2 separate regions of the Capsicum annuum genome follow, and region 1 is linked to region 2. A link is a contact called in public Hi-C data. All regions are on one chromosome and are shown on one strand. The core of a region is the stretch at or near the end of the contact, and the rest is flanking DNA. Distances in the headings are between cores, read along the strand shown. Region 1 has its middle 180 kb from the start of LOC124899247. Region 2 overlaps LOC107873396.

Region 1 (5,275 bases), core at 2,678-5,177, 200 kb before region 2:
TGTTTCTTAAATTTACCTTTCTAGTTGCCTAGTCAACTTTCTAAGGCAACTGAAGCCAAGCAGAATTTTGCATGGATTCATATACTGTTACACATGGTGAATGAATATCAGTTCGCTCACAGTATCCTGCTATTTGCTTAAATGTTTCTTGCTTCTTGGGGTACCCCGAGATAATGATGCTTCTTTCAATGTATCCATCAGTTTTCCTTTTGGGTAAGACATCCATCAGGGTGGTCTTACCAGCTCCAGTAACACCCATCAGAGCTGTCAAAACTTCAGGCGTAAAAGCACCACTTACTCCTTTCAAGAGTTCAAGCCGATCCTCAGTAATACCCTAAGCTTTCATTTCCTGGAGTCACAACATTACTTTTATTTTGTGTAGGACAGAAACTTAGATCAAAACAAGTTTCGAACAGATATATCACTGTAAATTTTCCAAGGAGTAATACTGCAACTTACCTGTGGCATATCTAATGCATATCTGATATTTATCAAATGTTATATGAAGAGGCTTGAAACAAAGAATAATTTCACTTTTCCTGTTATTTTTTCCATCGGCCTCGTTGATGCTGCCTACTCTTGAGGACATCAACCTGGAAGATGTACTTTGAAGAACTTCATTTCCCCTCTTGTGCTTTTGCAAACTAAAGCACAATGGGAGTTGTGCTCACTCTTGAGTTGTGCTCACTCTTTGTGCTGCTATCCCGTCTGTCATAGTTTCTTCGAATAGAATTCGCTGAGGTTTCCCAAAAGCTGCACAAAAAACTCTCCCACTTAATCAATGTGTTGTCCTTCAATAGATGGTACAGAGAAAAGGTTGCATAAGATGAGTTTCTTGATCCTTACGTTTGAGATAAGTTAGGGCGACTGAGAAAAGGAAATTGAAGAGCAACACATATCAAAGAATAGTCCTACACAAATCCATTACCACCTTGAATATGGAAAGAGTCCACACAATTTTAAGGATGTTGCAGCTCAGGTGTCTCAAGAGTTTGGAGGAACCTACCAACCAAAGACAATGTGAACTTTCAATAGTGCAGCTTTGACATCTTTTTTGTGTTAGTAGAAGTTCCTACGCTTTTACTTACATGCTGTTAACTCTTCCGAGAGATTCATTGATAACAATGGCATTATTTGCATACATCATTGGCGAAAACTAGTTGCCCCATATCAACCATTTCTTCACATCATCTAATGAATGATTAACATTGTCCTAGTTAATGCAAGTCACAACTGGCATGGTGAACATATAAGTTTTATATCGTGTGGTTTCTCAACACTGCCTGAAATTTTACCTCTAGATTCAATGAATCCACCCAAAACCATAACTGTAAATTTAGTGCAAATGATCCGAATGTGTTTGCAACTATTAGATTTCTTCCAATAGCTGCCAATAAGCAAAATAGTGCTGATGCCATCTGGTTAACACATATGAGAAGAAAGATCTTTTGAAGAATCTGCAAATTGTGAATCAATCTCCATCAGATTGGGAACTGAAAACATTGTCGCATATAAATGAAAGACTATTTTTTTAGTCTCCCAATATCTACATCAAATCCTACGACATAATAAGTCATACACACCCAAATGCAAACTTCTTCAAGTGTGATTCGTATTTTAAGAATCCATGTAAAGTTTAGCATATGCCCAAGCAGGAAAGAGAGAAAATCGTGTTGTTTATAGAAGACAGGAAGCTTCACAATACTTAGGTCAAGCGCCGAGTATCTATTGAACATAATAATCATAACAGCAAAAAACAGTGCACCCAAGTAAACACGACCATCCCTTGTTGTATTCTTGTGCAGCTCTGTTTGTAGGAACAGTGTCATTGTTATAAAAGCTATTATGATAAGCTGGAAAGTAGAACATATCACTTCATTTACCTCGACATTAGGATTCAACAGGGTAAAAACGAATTCAATTCTTTGAAATGTTACTCACTTGTACTATCTTGATTATATAGATGAATGAATTCCTCTTCATAAGAAAGAATTCTCTAGCTGAACAAGCTTTCAGTAGTTCCTTCTTGCTAACATCATAATTCTGTATGGTTAGAGCAGCATGGTGGCTCTTGGATTTGTCAAAAGGAACACCAAGCTCATCCCCTAGCTTCTGTCCAATGTGAAAAGACTGGAACTTTACGGAAATTCCCTCACAGTAACAAACTTACAAGGTTCATCTCAATTAGCCCAGTATTGCTCTTCATCCTTTCGTGATGGACACTTGTTATCAACAGACAAAAAATTTACCAGAAACCTGAAATGTTCTGCGATTGGAAATACTAAACAAACTCAATTGTGAATGAAGCTTACATTTTGCAAGAAATCAACTACTCTTTCCTTTCAGGGCATTTGAATTGAATCCCATGTACTCAAAGAACTCTCAGGCATTTTCACATGGACCTTGGGGCATTTTCACATGGACCTTGGTAAACAATTTGTCCCTCTAATAGAAGAACTATGTCATCGAATAAGTTAATAAGTTTCTGGTGCAGGCAGCAGAAGTGAGATCAATAGTAGTTCCTTCAAGAATGTGGATTGATTGCCTGATTGAATTCACTATCAGAAATGTTGTTGAGATGTCTAAGCCAGTTGATAATATTATCCATGAATGCACTAGCTGGTCCAACCATCTTCTTCCTTTTTATATAATAAGTTATCATCAAATTTTTAGAACCTCAAGTACAATAATTTATTCCCTCAACCATTAATTACTAACCTGCTAACACACTTTTTCTGTCCGCCTAAAATGCCTCAAAACATTTCATCTCCAACAAGGGTATCAGTGTAGATATCAAGTCCCAATACCTGCACAGTTTAAAGTACGGAACAATATAATCCAGGAAAGATTTCTTCATTAAACTTGTAAATTCAGGAAATGACATCTTACCTTGAGAATAATGGTCGGTTACACCACTAGCTTCCTTCCATTCTATTGAAGCTGCCTGTTGGACAAACAAATCAATAACATCGAGTCATTTCTCATCAAGGTTGACAAACTTATCATTAACTTATCATTAACAAACCCTAGGATCTGTCATCAAACCTCCAACTTATCATTAACTCCTTCACGAGTCTCTTCAAAAATGCATTAAGTCATCGGCATAAAATTCAACATTACCTGAATTAAATTTCTAGTCTGTATATGACTTATGTTTCTTACTTTAAGATCTCTATCTAGTTTCCCAGCCAAAGCTAACAGCAATGTTGTTTTACGGAACCTGGAGGGCCTAAAAGCAGTGTCATGCTGCATAATCACAACGAAAGATTATGAACAAAGAGGATATTTCAAATTGTTTTGAGAATGACAATTCTTGCCAAACTGTCTCTCACCTTCCTGGCTTGACGATTCCTCAGACCTCATGAAGAATTGGCAACAGTCTCTTTCTATTTGGAAGACTATGAAGAGAATTCAAGAAACCCTTTGTAGAGTAACAGAATGATCAACACTTTGCCTGAACTAATGACATATATCTTTAATACCATTTATGCTTGATAAAAGGCCAAAATAACCTCTTATAAAATGTTAATTGTGAGGTTCAATATAAGTCTCTGCATCTACACTCAATTTATCGAAGTGTACTTCTATTCTTGGAAAATGAAGACCAACTCTGTCATCACTCAAAAAGCACAGGAAAAACCAAGAACTCATTGAGCTAAGAATATCCCATATGTCAAATGACACTACTTAAAAAAAGATCATTAATCCAGGATAGGTACTGTACTTCAGTATCTACGACAGTTTTATAAGCGAACGGATATTAAAATATTTTATATGATAGAATCTTAAGTCTGAAATGTCGAAAATCACACTATAGATAAAACATTTTACCTGTCAATTCGTTGTTTGAGCTTTGACAAGAACTTCTCATTGTCTTCCTGTGCAATTTTGACAAGTCCCTCTAAGATATTCCTCTTCTCCACAAATCCAAGATCTCTTATATCAACTTCTCTAAACTCTCCTTCAGTTAAACTTCTCCTTCCTTATATGAAGACCAGTTGGCTAAGCCGTGCACCCACGGACCCAATCCTTGGAAATTCTAGGTTGGATAAATTTTAGCTAGACATATATTAAAAGTAGAAGAATAATATTTTAAAATGTAACAATTGATATTAAAATGATATGTCATAAGAAATTAAGATAAAATTAGTACTAAAATTTTTTACTATTGTTTTATTATATATATACGACGCGTATCGTAATGTATATTATTACCAAAACGTGTAATAATTCTATTAATATTTTATTTAGATCTAATTGTATTTATAGAAATCAGCATGCCTATTATACTCCTAGTATCATTTGACAAATATTAAGCTTTTCATCTATCTGTAAAAATAATTATTGTTTGAACAACGAAAAAAAAAAAAAACAGATAACAGAAAGAAGGTATGTCCCAATTTGAACTATTACATTGAATGAAAAAATATGCTTAAAAGTTACATACTATTTGATTAAAATTACCTCTGAAAATACTATTTGATCATATTTTATATGTGCGATTCTGTAAAAAAAAAAAAAAAAAAAAAAAGAACAACCATTAAAGTCCATTAATAAACATAATCACGATATGCTAAATCTCATTATTTATTCACAATTAAGAAAATTGTATGCAACAAAAATTTAAAAGAGAATTCAATTTGATCATCTTTTGTATGTGAGATAATCATTAGAGCCTGTACTAAAAAAAAAAAAAAAAAAACAACCATTAAAGTGCATTAATAAACATAACTATGATATGCTAAATCTCATGATTTATTCACAATTAAGATAATTGTATACAACAAAAATTTAAAAGAGAATTCATATAATGAAGAATGCTAGAAAATCCTAAAGAATCCAAGAAGCGACCTTTAATTAATTATCAATCAAAATCAAAACAAAAATAAGAAGAATAAGAAGAAAATATAGTAAAAGAACTATACATATTTTTCTAATAAAATTTGATCAAATAAATACTTAAATAGAATTATCAACATTTCTTTTTTTATATATGGTAAACTTCTAAGTGATTTAAAAGTGTTAAATGTTATAATTTTTTCACCTAAATAAAATATATTTTTTCCTTTCTATTTTGGTTAAACAAACTTTTAAAAAAAGGAAATTTTTTAACCTAATAAATAGTACTACACGTACTTACCATTATTGCCCCAACTTTGATTTAAAAAAAAAAACTATGTATAGAAAAGAAAGAAATATTTTTACATAAAAAATAGTAAATATGGGCTAAACGGATTACTATTTAATATTTAATAGTAAATATTTTTACAAAAGA
Region 2 (5,748 bases), core at 3,072-5,571:
TCTTTTTGGCACTTGATATATTTACATATATCTACATGTTTATGTTTATGAATGTGGTGGCTTATGATTGTTTGACTTGGTATTGAATAATGACACTATTTTATCCTTGCCCTTGATTTACATGCTAGCGCACCAACCGTGAACTGTCTCTGGACGCTGTCTCCCCACGTAACACAGGAGTCGGATCTTCTTCTTCTCTTCCTGTGCAGTGACCAGTTGTTCGAGCGGATCGTGTGTTGACTTTAAAATGGTGATCTTCTATACTTCGGAAGGCATACATTTCATAGTCTTTCTATCTTATGTCATAGACTTGTATTAGACTTAGTTTTTAGGCTACTGTCGGGGGCATGTCTCGATATATTATAAACATCAGATTGGTAGAGGCTTGTGGATAACTGCAGACTGGGTAGGTTAGATGTTGTATGTTGACATGAATGGAAATATTAGAAATTCTTAAGTTATGTTCATTATACTTGTTTCAGTTATCTTATTATATGTTTGGAGTTCATCCTGCGCTTGTGGATTGATATGATGGTTAGGATGGGTTAACGGGGCAATCTCTGATCTTTGTTAGGCTTGAGATGTTCATATGACAAGGCCCGATTTTGGGTCATGTCATTCTTTGGCTATGTCTTGTCTTAGAGGCAGGGCTAATAGAGCATCTCATAAATAGAGACACGATGTGGAAATATCAACTCATGCCTATAGGATATAACTTGTTGCTTGAAAGTTCGTGGGCTAAGTCTCATTTCTAAGGCAAGTGTTATAGAACATTTCATAAATTAAAACACAATATGGTAGTGTCAACTCTTGCCCAATGGACCAACTTGTTGTTTGAAAGTCTTTACGCTAAGTCTTTCCTCTGAGGCAACAGTTATAGAGCATCTCATAAATCAAAACACAATGTGGTAGTGTCAACTTTTTCCCGTGGGGTATAACTTCTTGTTTGAAAGTCCTTGGGCTAAGTCTTGCCTTTAAGGCAAGAGTCATGGAGCATCTCATAAATCAAGACCCAATGTGGTAGTGTCAACACTAGCCCGTGGGATATAACTTGTTGTTTGCAAGTCCATGGGCTAAGTCTTGTCTCTAAGACAAGAGTTATAGAAAATCTCATAACTAAAAACACAATGTGGTAGTGTCAACTCTTGTTCGTGGGACTTAACTTGTTTTTTGAACGTCCTTGGGCAACGTCTTGCCCCTAAGACAAGATTTATAAAGCATCTCATAAATCAAAACACAATATGGTCGTATCAACTTTTGCCCATGAGGCGTATCTTGTTGTTTGTAAGGAATTGAAGAAAAGAAAAAAGAAAAAAATAATAATAATAATTCAGATAAAAACATTTTAAAAAAAAATAAAAATAAAAATCAAAGAAAAAAATAGAAGTTGAGAGGAGTACGGTTGAGAAAAACTGTTTTAAAAAAAAAAGAAAAAAAATTAAAATTAAAATAAAATTAAAAAAATAGAAGTTGAAAGATAAATGAGTATGAACTGCTATTTAAAAATATTTGATATAGAGAGAGGTAAATCGATATTTGTTCCATATGAAAGAAAAATAATTTTATAGGACTTTTTTTATAGTATAAGAATTATTTCTTTAGTTAATAGGGCGACGGAGGATCCATTTAGAATTAAGTTATCAATTGGAAAATAAACTGACAAACGCTATAATGGGTATTTATTTTGTTTTTTGAATGACAATAACGTTGGGTCAACTAGTACCTATCTCATTCAAAAGCTGGTGGTTCACACTTGACATTATTAAAAAAAGAATTCTTCAAAGTTACTACTCCTAGTAAACATGCATCCAGCAATCAACCACTCATTTATCCCGTTAAAAGAATTACACTAGAGATTGTTACTCCGATCCAATTCGAAACGTGCTAGCTGGGATGGGAATTAGTTAAATATTATTTACTCTAGTCTGATATAAGTGACTTATTAAGAATTTTTTTATAGAGATCAAATTGAGGTACAGTACACGCGATGCTTCTTCTCCGCTGCTTATTCTTCGCTTTACCAGTTTTCAATATTTTTTCACCATTACAACCATATTAAAGATTCCAAGTGATTTCATTGAGTCAATTTCAAATTTCAAGTCCATTCTTATCACTCCAAAAGTTTTTAAATTCAATTTCAAGTTTCAAACTTTGAATTCCATTGAGTTTATGAAGAAAGCTTTTTCAAAGTATTAAATGAAATCTTCCGTTAATTTTTCATTGAAACTCGGAAGATTCAAATAGTGAGTTTCATTAGTGGAAGATTCAATGAAACTTTCTAATTGAATGGAACTCGCTAATTGAAAACTCAATGGAAGATTCAATTTCCATTAATGGAACTCGGAAAATTCAAAAAATTTAATTTCATGTATGAAGACAAAAATACGAACTGTACATGTATGAAGCTATTCAATCTTCCGTTAATGAAACTCGAAAGATTCAATTTCTATAAATGGAACTCGGAAGATTCAATTAGTGAGTTTCGGAGTTTGAATCTTTCGAATCTTCCATTGAGTTTCAATTAGCGAGTTCGAAGCAGAATCTTCAACAATTCAATTTCAATTCAACAATGGAGCAACCATTGTTGAAGAAAAGAAAGAAAGAAAGAAGAAAGAGAATGAAAAAATAAATAAAAATATAAAACTTTAAATAATTATAAAATTAAGCGATTGTTTGGCAAAAAAAAAAAGAGTTTTATAACGCTTTTAACACTATTCACGTGCTCAATGCGCATGACTAACACGCAATGTGCCAAGTGGCAGATATATGCCATTAAAATACGAAAAAAAAAGTGTTGGGATAATAGGACCCCCTTAAAGTTCAGTATGTTTAATTGGTAATACGATCAAACTTCAGGTATTTTTGTGAGTATTCTCCCTAAAATGTATTATAAATTATAATAATTAATAGTTTAAAATATCTAAAAAAAATTAATCTTTTATATACTTCAAAACAATATGTAAAAATTATTATAAATCACAATATTTAACAACTTAAAAAAATTTTAAAATATAAAATATTTGGTTGACTTTCAAAATTTTATCACTGCCACTTAAAATGGAATAAAAGAAAAGTATTATAAATCACAATAGAAAATCTTGAATTATTTTAAAAACGTTATTAACTATTAATGCCACAAAAGTTTGGACAAAAAGACAACATATATTATTTACAAATTACATTAATTTTTTTTTATAAATTACAATAGTTAACAACTTAAAATATCTAAAAACATCTTAAAAATATGATTGATTATCGAAATTCTATTTGTGTCGTATAAATTGAGAAAAAAATATATATATTAAATCCATACTAGATCCCGAATAAATATTAGAATGCATATGCAATCTATATTTTTAAACTTTTATTTAATTTAAAATACTCAAAATATCTTCATATTGAGCCGATGCAAACACGGGCCAGATGCCCCTTGTGCTTACATAAATGATTGATATTAATTTTTCTTAGATCAGTAAGAGATTTCCAATATCTTAATAATATCCTTTATAGAATAGAATGTCAGCACTTCCTTTCCTGTCTATTTTTCAAAGTCTTCCTCGACTATTGTCCATTTTGGTAGCTTCTATCAAAGGTCCCCGCCATCCTTTTCCTCTTTTATATTAAAACTAGATATCGACGAGTTTGTGTTATATATTATTCTTTTATCTCAATGTATGTGACATAAATAGAATTTAAATAATTAATTATTAAAATAATTTAAAATTTTAAATATTATAATTTATAATACTTGTTTTTCAATTCAAATTTTAAATGACAATTGTTGATGTGATGTTCAATGGTAAGGCTGTAATGCCTGGCAAGGCTATCAACACCACTAATAAATTTGATGCCCTAAATGAGGAGGATGCTAAGGCAGATGGTGAATTTACCTCACGTGAGGCAAATGCCTCTGACAAACAACCCCCCAGAGTAAAGAAAAAAGGGGCGGAAGGAGGGGGCAACCAATAGCAACAACCAATAAAAGAAAAACATATAAACAATTCCGAAGTACAACAACAGTCCACCAAAGAATGATTTAATCAGCCATTTTACCATTTACAACCACCAATAAAAGGAAGAGGTGATAGGAAGCCTAAATAAATAGCTGAAGCTGATCAAATAATGAGCAGCGTGGAGATGATCACAGAAGTGCAGGTTGAAGAACCATTTTAAATATGATGCCCATGGAGATTCCCATAATAATTTGATAACAATGGAAGATGAATGAAGTCCATAAATGGCTGGAAATCAGCCAAAAGCAGATCCGAAAATATCTGCAGGATGCCAGTTACAGACTAGCAATCAGGAGAAATTTCCTACATGTATAGCAGTAGGTAGGGTTTTTTACTAAAGATTCATATAAGCAAATTCAAAGGTCAGAGAACTTAGTTATTATGGAGATGTCCGCAGCAGTGCAAGTTGATGACACGCAAATAAGGCTGCAACAAATTGAATCTCTTAATAAGATTTTGCATAGCACAATAACCCATGCTCCTGAAATAGATAAAAAAACATCAGAGAGTGAGGAAGAATAAGTAAAGGATAATGAAGATCAAATATTCAGAGATGGTGACCTTTCTCCAAGAGTTATACAGGCAACCAAATCAGCAAGGAAAAGTGAAAAACAAGGGAATAGTGATTCACTTCTTTCTGTCAGGGTCCAACCTAAAAGGAAGGTGGTTACTAAGCAAGGGTCTAAATGTTGAAAGCCTTCATATGAAATATAAGATCGATAAAGTCACAAAAAGCTTTTCAAAGAGGTACAAATATTGCATAATTTTCATAAATTTGCTTTTGTAACTGTAGTAGAACCTTTTCAACATTGTAGAATAATCAATAAATATAACAAGATTGAAGATGTCTCAGGCAGTCCACGACTGTAATGGAAAGATATGGGTATTTAGCAATCACGGTTATGATATGACAGGTGAGAAACTCATATCAGCAGATTACTATTTAGTTTTAGGAGGTATACTTTGGCTCTATTTTTTGTGTGTTCATTGTCTATGCTGTGAAAAATATGAGGGAAAATATTATTGAATTGTTGTATCTAAATTATTAGATTGAGACCCTATTTATAGACACTACATTCCAATCTTATTCCTAATAGAACACTACATTACAATCCCTTCCTAAGTAGAATTCAATATGTTATTCCTATTCATATTCTAACACTCCCCTCAAGCTGGTGCATACAAGTCATATGTACCAAACTTATTATAAATGTAATTAATACAAGGACTGGTGAGGGACTTGGTGAAGATATCTGCAAGTTGATCACTCGACTTCACAAATTTTGTAACAATATCTCCCGAGAGTATCTTTTCTCCGACAAAGTGACAATCAATCTTTAAGTGTTTGGTCCTCTCATGGAACACTAGATTAGATGCAATATGAATAGCTGTTTGATTATCACATACAAGTTCCATCTTACCAGTTTCTCCAAATTTTAATTCTCTCAGCAATTATTTGATCCAAACCAGCTCGCAAGTTGCTGCAGTCGTGGCTCGATATTCTGCTTCGGCACTATATCGAGCAACCACACTCTGTTTCTTACTCTTTCAGGACACCAAATTACCTCCTACTAAAACACAATATCCAGATGTAGAACGTCTATCAGAGGGTGATCCTGCCCAATCAGCATCTGTATATCCAATGATATGTTCATGGTCTCGATCCTCGAAGAGTATTCTTTTACCTGAAGATGACTTTATATATCGCAAAATTCGAACAACTACATCCCAATAA

Evidence for each region. Hi-C and Micro-C count contacts between places; a contact is called where the count stands out from the background.
Region 1: a Hi-C map of leaf shows a contact between it and region 2, with 2.7 times the contacts expected there. The contact joins two enhancer-like sites. A contact is called at or near these places in 3 of 5 Hi-C or Micro-C datasets (leaf and placenta).

Annotation. Positions count from the first base shown.
Region 1 is chr6:50,598,968-50,604,242 of UCD10Xv1.1, reverse strand. It overlaps the pseudogene LOC107873398. Among protein-coding and RNA genes, the nearest start is that of LOC124899247, 180 kb to the left of the region's middle. Within about 2 kb of position 3,927, at least 4 of the 5 cell types and tissues checked have an H3K27ac peak or open chromatin away from gene starts, as enhancers often do. A contact at or near this core is called in leaf, where this site is marked.
Region 2 is chr6:50,403,819-50,409,566 of UCD10Xv1.1, reverse strand. It overlaps LOC107873396, which reads right to left. Exons shown (of 6, transcript XR_007056415.1): 5 at 5,435-5,748; 6 at 3,967-4,665. Among protein-coding and RNA genes, the nearest start is that of LOC107873396, 17 kb to the right of the region's middle. Within about 2 kb of position 4,321, at least 3 of the 5 cell types and tissues checked have an H3K27ac peak or open chromatin away from gene starts, as enhancers often do. A contact at or near this core is called in leaf, where this site is marked.